3 separate regions of the Mus musculus genome follow, and regions 1 and 2 are each linked to region 3. Evidence: chromatin contacts called from public HiChIP or PLAC-seq and capture Hi-C data. All regions are on one chromosome and are shown on one strand. The core of a region is the stretch at or near the end of the contact, and the rest is flanking DNA. Distances in the headings are between cores, read along the strand shown.

The links. HiChIP or PLAC-seq counts read pairs in DNA pulled down with a chosen protein or histone mark. Capture Hi-C pulls out chosen DNA fragments and counts their contacts.
Region 1: a contact with region 3 is called in a capture Hi-C map of macrophages, with 3 times the contacts expected there. The contact joins the promoter of Trpm5 here to the promoter of Osbpl5 in region 3. A contact is called at or near these places in 11 of 39 promoter capture datasets (the 3T3-L1 cell line, the C10 cell line, HPC-7-derived erythroid cells and 7 more), 1 of 484 Hi-C or Micro-C datasets (embryonic stem cells), 2 of 115 datasets of contacts at active chromatin or transcription factors (bone marrow-derived macrophages and embryonic limb bud) and 3 of 9 other capture datasets (embryonic stem cells, liver and macrophages).
Region 2: a contact with region 3 is called in an H3K27ac HiChIP or PLAC-seq map of embryonic stem cells, with 4 times the contacts expected there. The contact joins the enhancer-like site here to the promoter of Osbpl5 in region 3. A contact is called at or near these places in 2 of 39 promoter capture datasets (the C10 cell line and embryonic stem cells), 1 of 15 datasets of contacts at CTCF or cohesin (embryonic stem cells), 6 of 115 datasets of contacts at active chromatin or transcription factors (embryonic limb bud, embryonic stem cells and neural tube) and 2 of 9 other capture datasets (embryonic stem cells and embryonic tail).

The regions. Positions count from the first base shown.
Region 1 is chr7:143,092,742-143,096,158 of GRCm38.p6, forward strand. It overlaps Trpm5 (transient receptor potential cation channel, subfamily M, member 5), which reads right to left and starts at 1,901. Exons shown (of 25, transcript NM_020277.2): 1 at 1,825-1,901.
Region 2 is chr7:143,119,154-143,122,730 of GRCm38.p6, forward strand. The region is part of intron 1 of Kcnq1 (potassium voltage-gated channel, subfamily Q, member 1); the gene reads left to right. Among named protein-coding and RNA genes, the nearest start is that of Kcnq1, 14 kb to the left of the region's middle. Within about 2 kb of position 1,253, at least 49 of the 459 cell types and tissues checked have an H3K27ac peak or open chromatin away from gene starts, as enhancers often do. A contact at or near this core is called in embryonic stem cells, where this site is marked.
Region 3 is chr7:143,738,276-143,742,190 of GRCm38.p6, forward strand. Osbpl5 (oxysterol binding protein-like 5) reads right to left here and starts at 2,085. Exons shown (of 22, transcript NM_001199227.1): 1 at 1,995-2,085.

The DNA.
Region 1 (3,417 bases), core at 651-3,150, 650 kb before region 3:
TGTGCTCTGCAATAAGAGAGGTAACTCAAGCTGTATGTGTGCTCTGGCTTGAAGTATGGGAGCCATGCTGTTTGTCCTCAGTCTTTGGACTGGGAATGGGACCTCCTACTCTTCTTCCCACTTAGTTCCCAGTGGGAAAGTCATGGACAGGTTCATTTTGGCTGGGGGAGGAGTACTCTGGGGCTCCTGAGTCTCTGGAGGTTTCTTTTCCAAGGTCTAGGCCCTAGAGAGTGCCTTTCAAGATGGAGTTCAACAACGCACCCCCACTCATGGACAATGGATTAGACCCTGTAGACCAGATCACCTTGCCTTGCTTCAGTATAGACTGGATGGATGGTCCAGACTCCTGGATGCCATGGAAGGTGGAAGAAACACCCAGGAAGCACTAGGCCTTGCTCTCCCCACCAGGCTGAGGTGAAGGGGCATTTGGGCATGTGCCAGCACCAGGCAAATGTGGCCACAAAGAGGGAAGGCATGCAAATAGGATTTGCATGTGCAGGTGTCTAGGTCTAAAATGCCCCCCTTTGTTGGTGGGGTTTTTTTGCGGGGGTGGGGGGAGCTACATGACCCTGATCATTATCCTATGCCTGAATTCTGAAAGACAAAAAACAGATTCTTAATCCCAAGGCAGTGGAGACCTTGGAGGCTCTTACTAGCTGAGACGGTCACAGAAAGAGCCTGAAATAAATGTACTTCTCCGCCCCTAAGATAGGAAGAGCCCAGAGCACGACAGATCTGGCACCCAAATCCTGGGGTCCTGAACGTACTTGTCCCTAAACTCTCTGTGCCAGCTTACAGTGATATGTGGGTAAAACTAAGAAGGTCACTGCATGCATGAATTAGCATGGCACCCCTCATCCCCTTGGTGAAGAGACCTGACATTGCTGACAGAGCAGGACGTAGATACAACTATGAGGAGCTGGGTCCCCACCCCTACACCCCTCCCTCCTGCAGCCCCTGAGCTTGGGCTGAGTTTCCAAGGTGCTGCGGCTGATGTAATCTCCAAGTCTGAGGCTCACAGTTTGGATTGCCCTCCACCCAGACCCTCCCGAACAATGGGTAGCCCTTTCCCTTGCTCATGGCAGACTTGTCCTCATGATGCCATCCCTGATGGAGAACATGAGGTAGAAATGTGGCTAGAACATAGCTCCTGCTTGCCCTTCCTACCTTCTCAGCAGAGGACTGAGCGACTTTCTGGCCCCACTCCTATGCAAGCTGACCCTGGTGTGAGCTTACCTGCCCGTTCCTTCCAGATTCCTGGCATGTAGCTGCTGGTGCTGAGTGTTAGAGGCACTTACCTACTGCAGGCTGTGTTCCTCCCTCGATCCACCCACATGCCACACCCAGCACCTGGCAGCCAATGATGTCTTAGAAAGCTGGGCATGAGTGAACCTAGGGTACCACCCATCCACCAAGGGCTAGATTGGTGCCACTGGTCTGAGAGCACATCCAGGCTGGCCAAGAGCCCACTGTTACATGAAGAGGGGTTACATGAAACATGGGTCCTTTCCTCCCTGGGCTCTGCCTGGCACAGACGATGAGTACGGCCTGGGTGTCTGTACTCTAACATGAGATCAGAGGTCAGATGGGAATTCTGCTTCATTTCTCACCAAGCCTCAGTTTCTCTAGTTGAGGAAACAAGAACTGCCTTAAGGACACATGATCCATGAAAGGGTGTCTGACAAGTGGTCCCAATGATGATAGGCAAGCAGATGAACTGTCTCCTGAGGTCCCAGAAGGTCTGGAGATGTCTGCCCTGATCTGTGGTGTGCCACACTCCTGGAGAATCCTATGGTGTGAGTGAGCTGAGTACTAGCTACTTACCAGTCAGGCAGTCAGTGCCTTGGACTGCATGAGGACTGCCTCCAAATTGAGGCTCAGGGCTGTTGCTCGTGATGCTTCTCATGGCTGTGACACTGGCTTTTTTCCTGTTGATCTATCCAGCTCCTTCAACACGAAGTCCCGGTTTCTCTTCCTGTAGACCGAGATACTCATGCCAAGCTTCCAGGCGGTTGTGAATAACTGGGGAAGACCCTCATGACAGCTCTTGACAGTGTTTCTGTGAGCCCTTCCCCCAGAGACCACAGGATCTGGCTTTCATTACTTTGCCATGAACCCCAGGGGTAGGAGGATAGGGGTTGGGCAGCAGCCAAGGACCCAACATTAGCCACCAGAGGGCGCCAAGATCACAGGCAAAAACAGGACCTGGGTGGGGCAGGGAGAGGGGTCTCCCTCTGGCTTTGTCCTAAGCAAGAGGGCCACAGTTACATCACCATCTGAGCTAGCATGTCCCCTAGCATACCTGTCATGTTACCTTGACATAAGCCATGCCCATTTGATGCCCTTCTAAAATTACAAGCTGGGCTGGGGGCTCAGACCAGCTCTAGCCACTTGAGCCCTGAAGAGCAGGGACTATAAGCCTTGAGTGCTTGAGAGCTGTGGGGTACAGCTCTGGAGGAGGGTACATAGCGGGGGCCTAGGTGGAATGGCCGGATCTCAGTATAGAACAAGGCCAGAGTTCACTGGATTCTAGAAATCTAGCCTAAGTTCATGTCCACCAAGCAATCCAAAGCCTAGCCTTCCTATGTCTGAGGACTAGGTGGAGAATAGGAGTGCTTCCAGAACCCTTCCTTCATCTGCTGCTGCCCCTTTACCTCCATCTTTTGGACACTCGAAGGACTGCACCAAATATTCCCTAACCGTTCTAGGCCAATACCATATTATGGTTCTCCTTACCCACAACCTTTCATGGACCCCTGTGATCCTAATAATCAAACCCAGAAAGGCCCTGACACTTTTTCTTTTGCTCCCTTGGGGCACCACTCCTTGGAGCATCTCCTGCAGGCTTGTCACCACAGGCTCCCATGTCTTTCAAGGACCCCTTCACCCAGGCCCACACCCACACAGGGCACATCCCCTATAGCTCACTTCCCAGGCACCCCAGCAGCGTTGCTCAGTGCTGCTTTGTCATCTGAAATGACCTTTGCTTCCTCATTTGCCCATCAACAGCCACTTCCCCCATAGTTCTGCTGGACCCTGGGCAGCCCCAGCCAACCCCAAGTGCAGAATATGAAAGTATACAGAACATGTGCCCAAAGGCAGTTGTGTGCCTGAGCATGTGCATAGTCATGAGCCATATGAAGGCATAAGTGGGGTCTGGGGAGATAGCCATTTAGTGGGAAGCAGCTTCCAAACCATTCCAGGCCCTGGGCAGATAGACATTGGGCAAGGCTCAATTGCCCGTATGCTCTCATTACGAGCACTGTGATGAGGGGACAGAGAATCAAGGTGCCATGGAGGGATACCTAAATTGCCCTCAACAGCTGCTTCCCTACATTGATCACCATGGCTTGGCTGGTAGCTGTGTCTGTCTCTCTTGTGGTTGCTCTGACTGGTGCCAGGAAGATATTTCCTCTT
Region 2 (3,577 bases), core at 3-2,502, 620 kb before region 3:
GGGTGGCCTCGAACTCAGAAATCCGCCTGCCTCTGCCTCCCGAGTGCTGGGATTAAAGGCGCGTGTGCCACCACCCCTGGCTCTATCTTATACTTCTTGAAAGGGAAGAAATGCCTAGTGTTTTTCAACTTTCCATACAGCAAGTCTGTGGTCCTATCTGTAGACAGCCAAGGCTTGCAGCTGCCTTCAGTGCTGACCTGAAGTCCAGCGATCGTTGTCTGGAAAGTGGGCAAGGATTCCCCACCCCTTCAACTCCTCCTCTCCTGTCATGCTTTTACTTCCTCTATTTCTCCCCTTCTCCTCCCACCTTCCATTTCCTCCTTCTCCCCTTCCCATCCCCCTCCTCTCCTCTTCCTTCCTTTCCTACTTCCCTCCCCCTCCCTAACCCTTCCCCCACCTCCCTTTACCTTCCCTACTTCCTCCTCCTCCCTCTTCTCTCCTCCTCCCCCCTGCCTGAAGTTTTTCACTTGGTAACTGGCCAGGCCCTTCCCAGTTTCCAAGTAATGAGGCATGCATAAAAGTCTTTGAGGTGGTTTTTGTTCTGTAGGGTCACTCCTACAGAGTCCCTCTCTCCCTCTCTGGGGACGGGCTATAATATCATGGTGCTTGGCCCAGGCACAGTGAGTTTGCTGTTTACTCCACAGGTCCTCTAGAGGACAGCCTGGAGTGGATTGCTACCTGTTGTCACCCACATGGTTCTGCCCCTCCTTGAGCAGTGAGACTGCCTGCTTTCAGACAGTTCCCTCTATGCAGGCGAGAGTCTCAGGAAAGCCTGTGTTCTTGTTCTGTACCCTGGCTAGGTGATTCAGGGCTGACAGAATCCAATATGGCTTGCCTTCCTTCCATGGCTCAGCGGGGGAGCTGTAGTCTACACACCACATCTGGGTCCTAGAATTGCTTTAGCCAGATGGGCGTGGTTATTCTTTGTGAGAACCTGAAGGCCAGGGATGTGTACAAAACCACACAGGAAATTTGGTGTCTTTGAGTCAGACCAGATTGAACACCTGGCTACCAATGACTGGCAGCACTAGCTTCATAGTTCAGGAGCCCTGCCTGGTACTCTCACAAAGCTCTCTGATCCCAGGAAGGCTGGGATTCACTGAGCACCCAGACAAGTTGTGGGTTCACCTTCTAGGGTTCTGTATGCAGTACACAGTGGAGGTTTCCAGAGAAACCATAAAACCCAGATCCTCCCAGCCAAGTAGAAAGCAGGAAATGGCGAGTGACCCTCAAGTGACCTAGTCCCTGGGAAGACGATAGACAAAAGACAGGCCCAGGCAGCAAAGGCAACATGGTTTGCCTGTGTTTCTCTGAGCAGACAGATACAATGGCCATCTTTCTGGGGGGACTCTGTGGAAGGGAATCAGTGGTACAGCTGTGGAACTTGGTCTCTCAGGTGACACTGGAGAACAGGAAGTCTTCATGTACACAGAGCTGGCCTCTCGCCTTTGCTGGATTGCAGAATGTCCTCTCCTGAGCAAGTAGTAGTGGCAGGCGGCAGTTGAGATGGGTGTGGCACCATCCCAGAGACTTCGTACTGGGGTTGTGTGGCCTGGGAGGTCACCTTGCTTTGGGGCTGTTTCCCCACATGTGGATAGGGTCTGGGCCTCTATCTCAGGGATGCTAACAGGTCATGTGATCATGCGTTTGGGCTCCTCATCTTGCTATGTATGACCATTTAAAGGCCCCCAAGGCTACCCTCTCACTGCCCAACACCTCTGTGTCTCTGGCATTGGAGGGAGTTATTTCTAAGTGGACATATGAACTAGTCATCTCCTTGTAAATGTTGAGAATATTCTGGAAATAAGGTCTGTAGAGAGGCAGTTCTCCAGAGCTTAGAGGAGATAAGCTATGGCAACCATATAAGCTGATCTGGAGTAGGGCTGAGACACGCTTGCCTCTAACTCTGTCCAGATAGCTTCCATGACACTCACTGAGTAGGAGAGGCCCAGATGGGAGTCCATATTTCCATGTGTGCACATGTGTGTTGGGTGGGCAGTGTGGCAGTCCACAAATACTAAATGGCTATTTCTATGTGGCCCCTGCTCCCAAGTCCGGCTTCTAGGGCTCAGGAAGTTGGAGTGTTAGACTATCACAGGATGCATGGGTGGATGCATGTCTGGATCAGTGGGTGTGTTGGTTGATTGGATGTGGTGTTCCTGTGAAGAGGAAAAGATGGACAAGGGTATGGGTGTGTATGTCAGGGGCAGGGGTGTCATGTCAGGGTTACTATCTTTCTTGTACCCCTCCCCTGACATTTACACTTGCCTGGGAGTGAGTGCCTGGGGGAGAGCTCTGGGTTTCTAGAAAGGCTGTTCCTGGTGACCAAAAGCAGTGAGCAGCCTCTCAGGCTCTCACTGTGATCTGCAGGCAGCTGTTGTATCCCACCATGTCCTCAGAAAACCCTTTCCATGAGAGAGAAATATGAGTTTCTAGGGCACCAGTGGACCAGTCTCACAAGAGAACTCTGGGCGTGGGTGGCCTGGCAGGTGAGAGCCTAGCAGGCCAAAGACCAGGGTAGTGCAATAGTAACAGCAAGCTGAGAGGTAAAATGAAGGGAAGAACTGGCCAGTGGTTCACAGGAACACAAAGGAGACTCTCCACCAATGGCATGGGTGACGGGTGCTGTAAAGAGAGGGCAGAAACTCTGTCCTTGCAGTTGGGCCAGACCCGACACCCAGAATCCTTCCTAGTTAGCTGAGCAGCTATGAAGTGTCTTAGTTGGTGAGGGTTGCAACCGACTTTAAATCTGTAGCACTGCCGGTGTCACTGCCGGTGTGACAGCTGTGCACCAGAGAGCTAAGGGCAGCAGAACCAATGCAAGGGCCACAGGGAACCTCCAGGAAATGTCTCAACCGCCACAGAGAAAGCACGGGAGTGGTGGTGGGGTTCCAGGGGCCCAGGTGTGCATTTTGACAGAACAGTGGGGCTGGCACTCTGTCCCAGGCCCATCCCATGATCTTGGGTGACCTGGTGACACCCCGCTTTGTTCCTGGGACACCTGATCCCCACCTCACTTGGCCAGGAGGTAAAACACAAGACAGGTATACAAAGGGCCTTTGAGAAGTCCCTGCCAACCTGTGCAGTAATGATGGTTTCCCGCTAAGTGTAAACTTGCCCTCTCTGTCCCAGACCAAGGTCCCTGGGTTAGCATTTTTGAGGTGTGGCACCTCCCCAGGCTAGTGAGAATGTTCTGGCTGTCCTTGGCACAAGGGCTGGGGTGGGGAGTTAGGGGGGAGACTGGGGGCTCTGCGGCTTCCCAGCTTTGGTTCCCAGGACGGCCCCACCTCTACTGTGCTTATCAAGGCTTCCCTGGCTGGCTGCCTGTGGCCTCAAAGTCATACCGCCCTGGGCGGGTGTCCTTGGGCAAGCCAGCCTCTTCCAGGGTTGGGGACAAATGGCTGTCATGTGTGGGGTATGCTTAAGTGCCAGGCACCTATTGAACAGGACACAGACAGGCTCACAGAAGTTCAGGGGTACCAGGCTCACACAGGCACCTAAGTGTGCTCTCACTGTGTCTCCTGGAGGGCCTCAGCTGGAGGCTGGGGCAGGAACTAGCCACTGCAGGGGCCTGTGG
Region 3 (3,915 bases), core at 835-3,334:
ATGTTTCCAAGAAGCAGCCCCACGCTCTGACCCACCCTTTTCTTGAACAATAAATGGGGATGAAGGTGGGACACACCCCTACTACCTTGAGCAAGCTCAGTACCGGTGTGCCAGGAGTGGCGTGTGTCTACTTGTATGTGGCTGTGAACCACAGATGGCTCAAGGCCCCAGTACAGACACAATACATAATTCTAGACACAATACTCCCCAGCATGTGCCATTTCTGTCTCTCCCCCACCCCCTTGTGCCATGCCGGATCTCTACTGTACTGAGAGTGCTTCTTGGAAGAAGCCTGGGTGACAAGGGAAACTGACCCTGGATATCTTCAGCATGGCAGACACAATCAGGGTGTGGGGGAAGAGATGCCTTAGGTATTGGCAGAGAGCCCAGAGCCAGGCTTGGAAGGACTCACACCCCTTGGCTGGGCAGGAGAACCCCTCTGACATCCAGGATTTGCTGCTGCTCAGGTTGGGCCTCAGCACAGCCGTCTCCCTGAGACAAGGCACAGCACTGTGGGGGAGTAGCCTCACCCAGATGCTTCACCCTTCTCTAAACACCGCCTGGCGAAAGCAAACCAGACAGAGGCAAACACTTGGTTCCTTGGCACCCAGGCCTTGTGTTTGTTAAAAGGCTCCACTCCGCTGCCCCATACACGTGCAGGCAGACAATAGATCTGCAGTCAGGAGCCTGAAAGGGACAGCCAGATGTCACCACTTGCCACCCAGATCACCCTGATTTGTCTGACACCTGCAAAGCTCTCTGCGCTCCTCTGGAACCCCACCAAGTTCGAAATCTCAGCAAGCACCCCCACCTCCATCCATGCTGCTGCTTGAGCAAAGATATTGGGGCAGAAATGTAGTAAGGAAAGTCAGCCACTTGGCTGTTATCGCAAGGGAGAGGGGGAAATGACAGACAGACGGACGGACAGGCAGACGGATGATGGGGACATGGAAAACAAACTCAAAAGTGCAATATCCACCCCATCCAAGGGTCTTTCCCACTTCTCTAGGCCCTGACACCACCACTTCTGCTCCTGTGACCAGACAGAGGTGTGTAGCAGAGGCTGGAGCCAAAGGTTGATACATATAGGAACCTTTAAGTACAGACAAGTGGGTGACAAGTCCCAGGGAGAAACAGAGAGCAAAAGACAAGAAATTCAAATCAGTGGTTCTAGTAAGCCAAGCCCAGCCTGGCTCAGGTTGGGTGAGGGGTGAAAAAGCCCCCCTTGGCCCTAATTGGGGGTGTCTACCCACAACCCCAGGAGCCACTCACAACTGGGATCAGGGACTTGGACCTAAAAAGCCAGGATATCTGAAGTGGGAGGCAAAGCCAGCTGGACCTGTGGCTGGGAGGGGCTCAAGTCCTACCCACCCCAGTCGTAGAAATCCGCAAGTGCAGCTCAAGTCATCTGGACAATGCCAAGCTCCCTCCCTTTCTCTCAGGGCCAAGTCCTATGAGAGGCCATGGGTGGACAGAGTCCAAGGGCAAGATGGGTCAGCAGTCACTTGCTCTGCGGACCCTGACGAACCATCCTGAGAATCAAGCCAGGGAACTGAGATCTCAGACCCAAGATCTTACAGGACCTCTTAGACACCCCTTCCCTGCTATTGCTGGGCTGGGGTACAGACCCCTCCATATCCTGGGTCGGAGGCTGCCAGACCCTCCCACCCATTCGCCTAGTCCTGACTCCTTTTAGCCTCACCAAGTGGGAAACGGGGCTGGACATGCCGCACCCACACGCGGGCCCCACCCGCCACCCAGAAGTCCCCAGGCATTTGGACTCCCCAGCCAGGCGCTGTTTCCCATACAAGCTGCTGTTTGGGTCTACTCGGATCTATGCAGGGGCTCCCCCAGACCAGCCCCTGAGGGCTCCCCGACCCCCACGCCGGCTCTGTGGCCCTGAAGCCTCTCAGGCCCGCTGAATCCCCTCCTGGCCTTTCTCGGCCTTCCACCAGCCCCATCCTTCCCGGTCCTCCCAGCAGCGGAGCTCCTACCGTGCTGGTTGTACTCAGTGCTGGGGCCGGGCCGGGCCGCCTGGGCCCGCGAGGGGCTCAGCTGTCGCTGAGCAGCAGGAAATACCAGAGGGCTGATCCAGGCGAGGCGGAGCGAGGGAGCGGAGGGCGGAGGAGGGAGGAGAGCGCGGCAGACGCAAAACCCCGGGTGGACCAAGGGCGGATCGGCTGCTGGGGAGGCACGCTGGGGACCCAGTCCTTGCCCGGAGCCTGAGCCTCCTCCCCGGTGCAGGCTGGGGGGCATAGGAATCCTTAAGTATAGACAAGTCGGTGGCACCTGCGCGCCAGGGCTGGGGACACCGCCCCACAAATAGCCAAAGGAGGGGAGGGTGGCGGTAAGCAGCGCTAATCTTGGGAGGGGTCTTCTATTTGAGAAGCATACCTGGGTGCGGTGCCCTTCCCCTTCCAGAACATAAGACCTCTCTCTCCCAAAACCAAACCCCACTGTCCTTGTCCTACACAGGGGCTCAAGGGGACCCCTTGGTCACCATCCATGATTCCCACTACACTTCTTTCAGGATGCCTTGGCTGAGACTCTGACTCTTGGGGCTGGAGAGATGACTCAGGTTAAGAGCATATGCTGATCTTCCAGAAGATCACAGGTCCATTCTCCGCACCCAGGTCAAGCTGCTCACAGCCACCTGTAACTCCAGTTCCAGGTGATCTGACAACCTCTCTTAGCACCTACACCCATGTGACATCACACACACACAAATAGAAATAATAATACTTTTTAAACTAATTATCCTGATAACCAAGACCTCCTATGTGTCTACCACCCTTTACCACTCTCCAAGAACTTTCTAGACTCCTCAATCCTCTTGTATTTAGAAGACACTTTTCTAATTTGATACCACCCATATATAGAGGCTGATCTTAGAGTTCTCCAGCTGAGACCCTCAGCATGAGGTTCTTTGGGGTGTGTGTGTATGTGTAAGGGTCCTTCCTGTAGAGTTCCCAAGAGCCACCCAAGCAGGAAGTTTAGCCTGCCTCCTCCAGCCGCTGGAATCAGGTAGGACACAGAAAGGTATAGAGGCTTTCCCAGCAGAACCTTCTACCCCAGGAATACCGGTGTGAGTGTGGGCAGAGCCCCAGCTGATTCCCACATTGTTAGTAGGTGCTGGACAGCAGAAGTGCTTCCAGGCTATGGGAAACCACTGCTGCTAAAAGCCACTGGGTAGGGCTGTGGCGTGCAAACCTGGAATAGACAACTTCCAGTCTCTGTAGACCCCTTGTCCACTCAGCCTTAGCCATGCCTCCCCTGTTAGACAGAGGCTAGGGGTTCCACCTGGTGGGCAAGTACCAGCATCTTGTGCACAGGTAAGGAACTTAGGCGGGCTCATTCTCAGTTCATCATGGGACCATCCCTACCCAACCCCAGTCACCTGGCGAGGCCTTCGGATGCAGAACTGCTCAGACAAGATGCTCAGGGCCATGGTGAAACTGCCTTCTTGAGGTCTGAGGGGTGGCTCTGCCCTTCCAGCAGGACTGTGTGCAGTGTGGGCCGCTTCACAGATGGAGACCAGCCTGCCTGCTAGGTCTGCCCCAAGCTCAAACAAAAAGCTGGGTGTGGCTGCTAGAACCCAGTAAATCAGCAGTTGCTAGAGCCAGTCCTTGAGGGACTCAAAGAAGAAAACAAGGTCCCTGTCCCCTGGGGCAAGGTCTCAGCAAAATTGCCTTCACTTGCTGTTTGAATATGGATTATAGGAGCCAGATTACTGGCCAAATGGGGGAGGCTTGTGCATGATAGCAGGAAGGGTGGGCTGAGGAACACAGTCTGAACGAGATTGCCCCAGTGCCAGATGGTCAAGTGGGGACTGAGGAAGTGCCACCTGTGTGGTTCAGGTACAGGTGCATAGCTGCAGCTAGGCTTCCCTGAAGTCTCCATCCTGCTCCTTGCAGG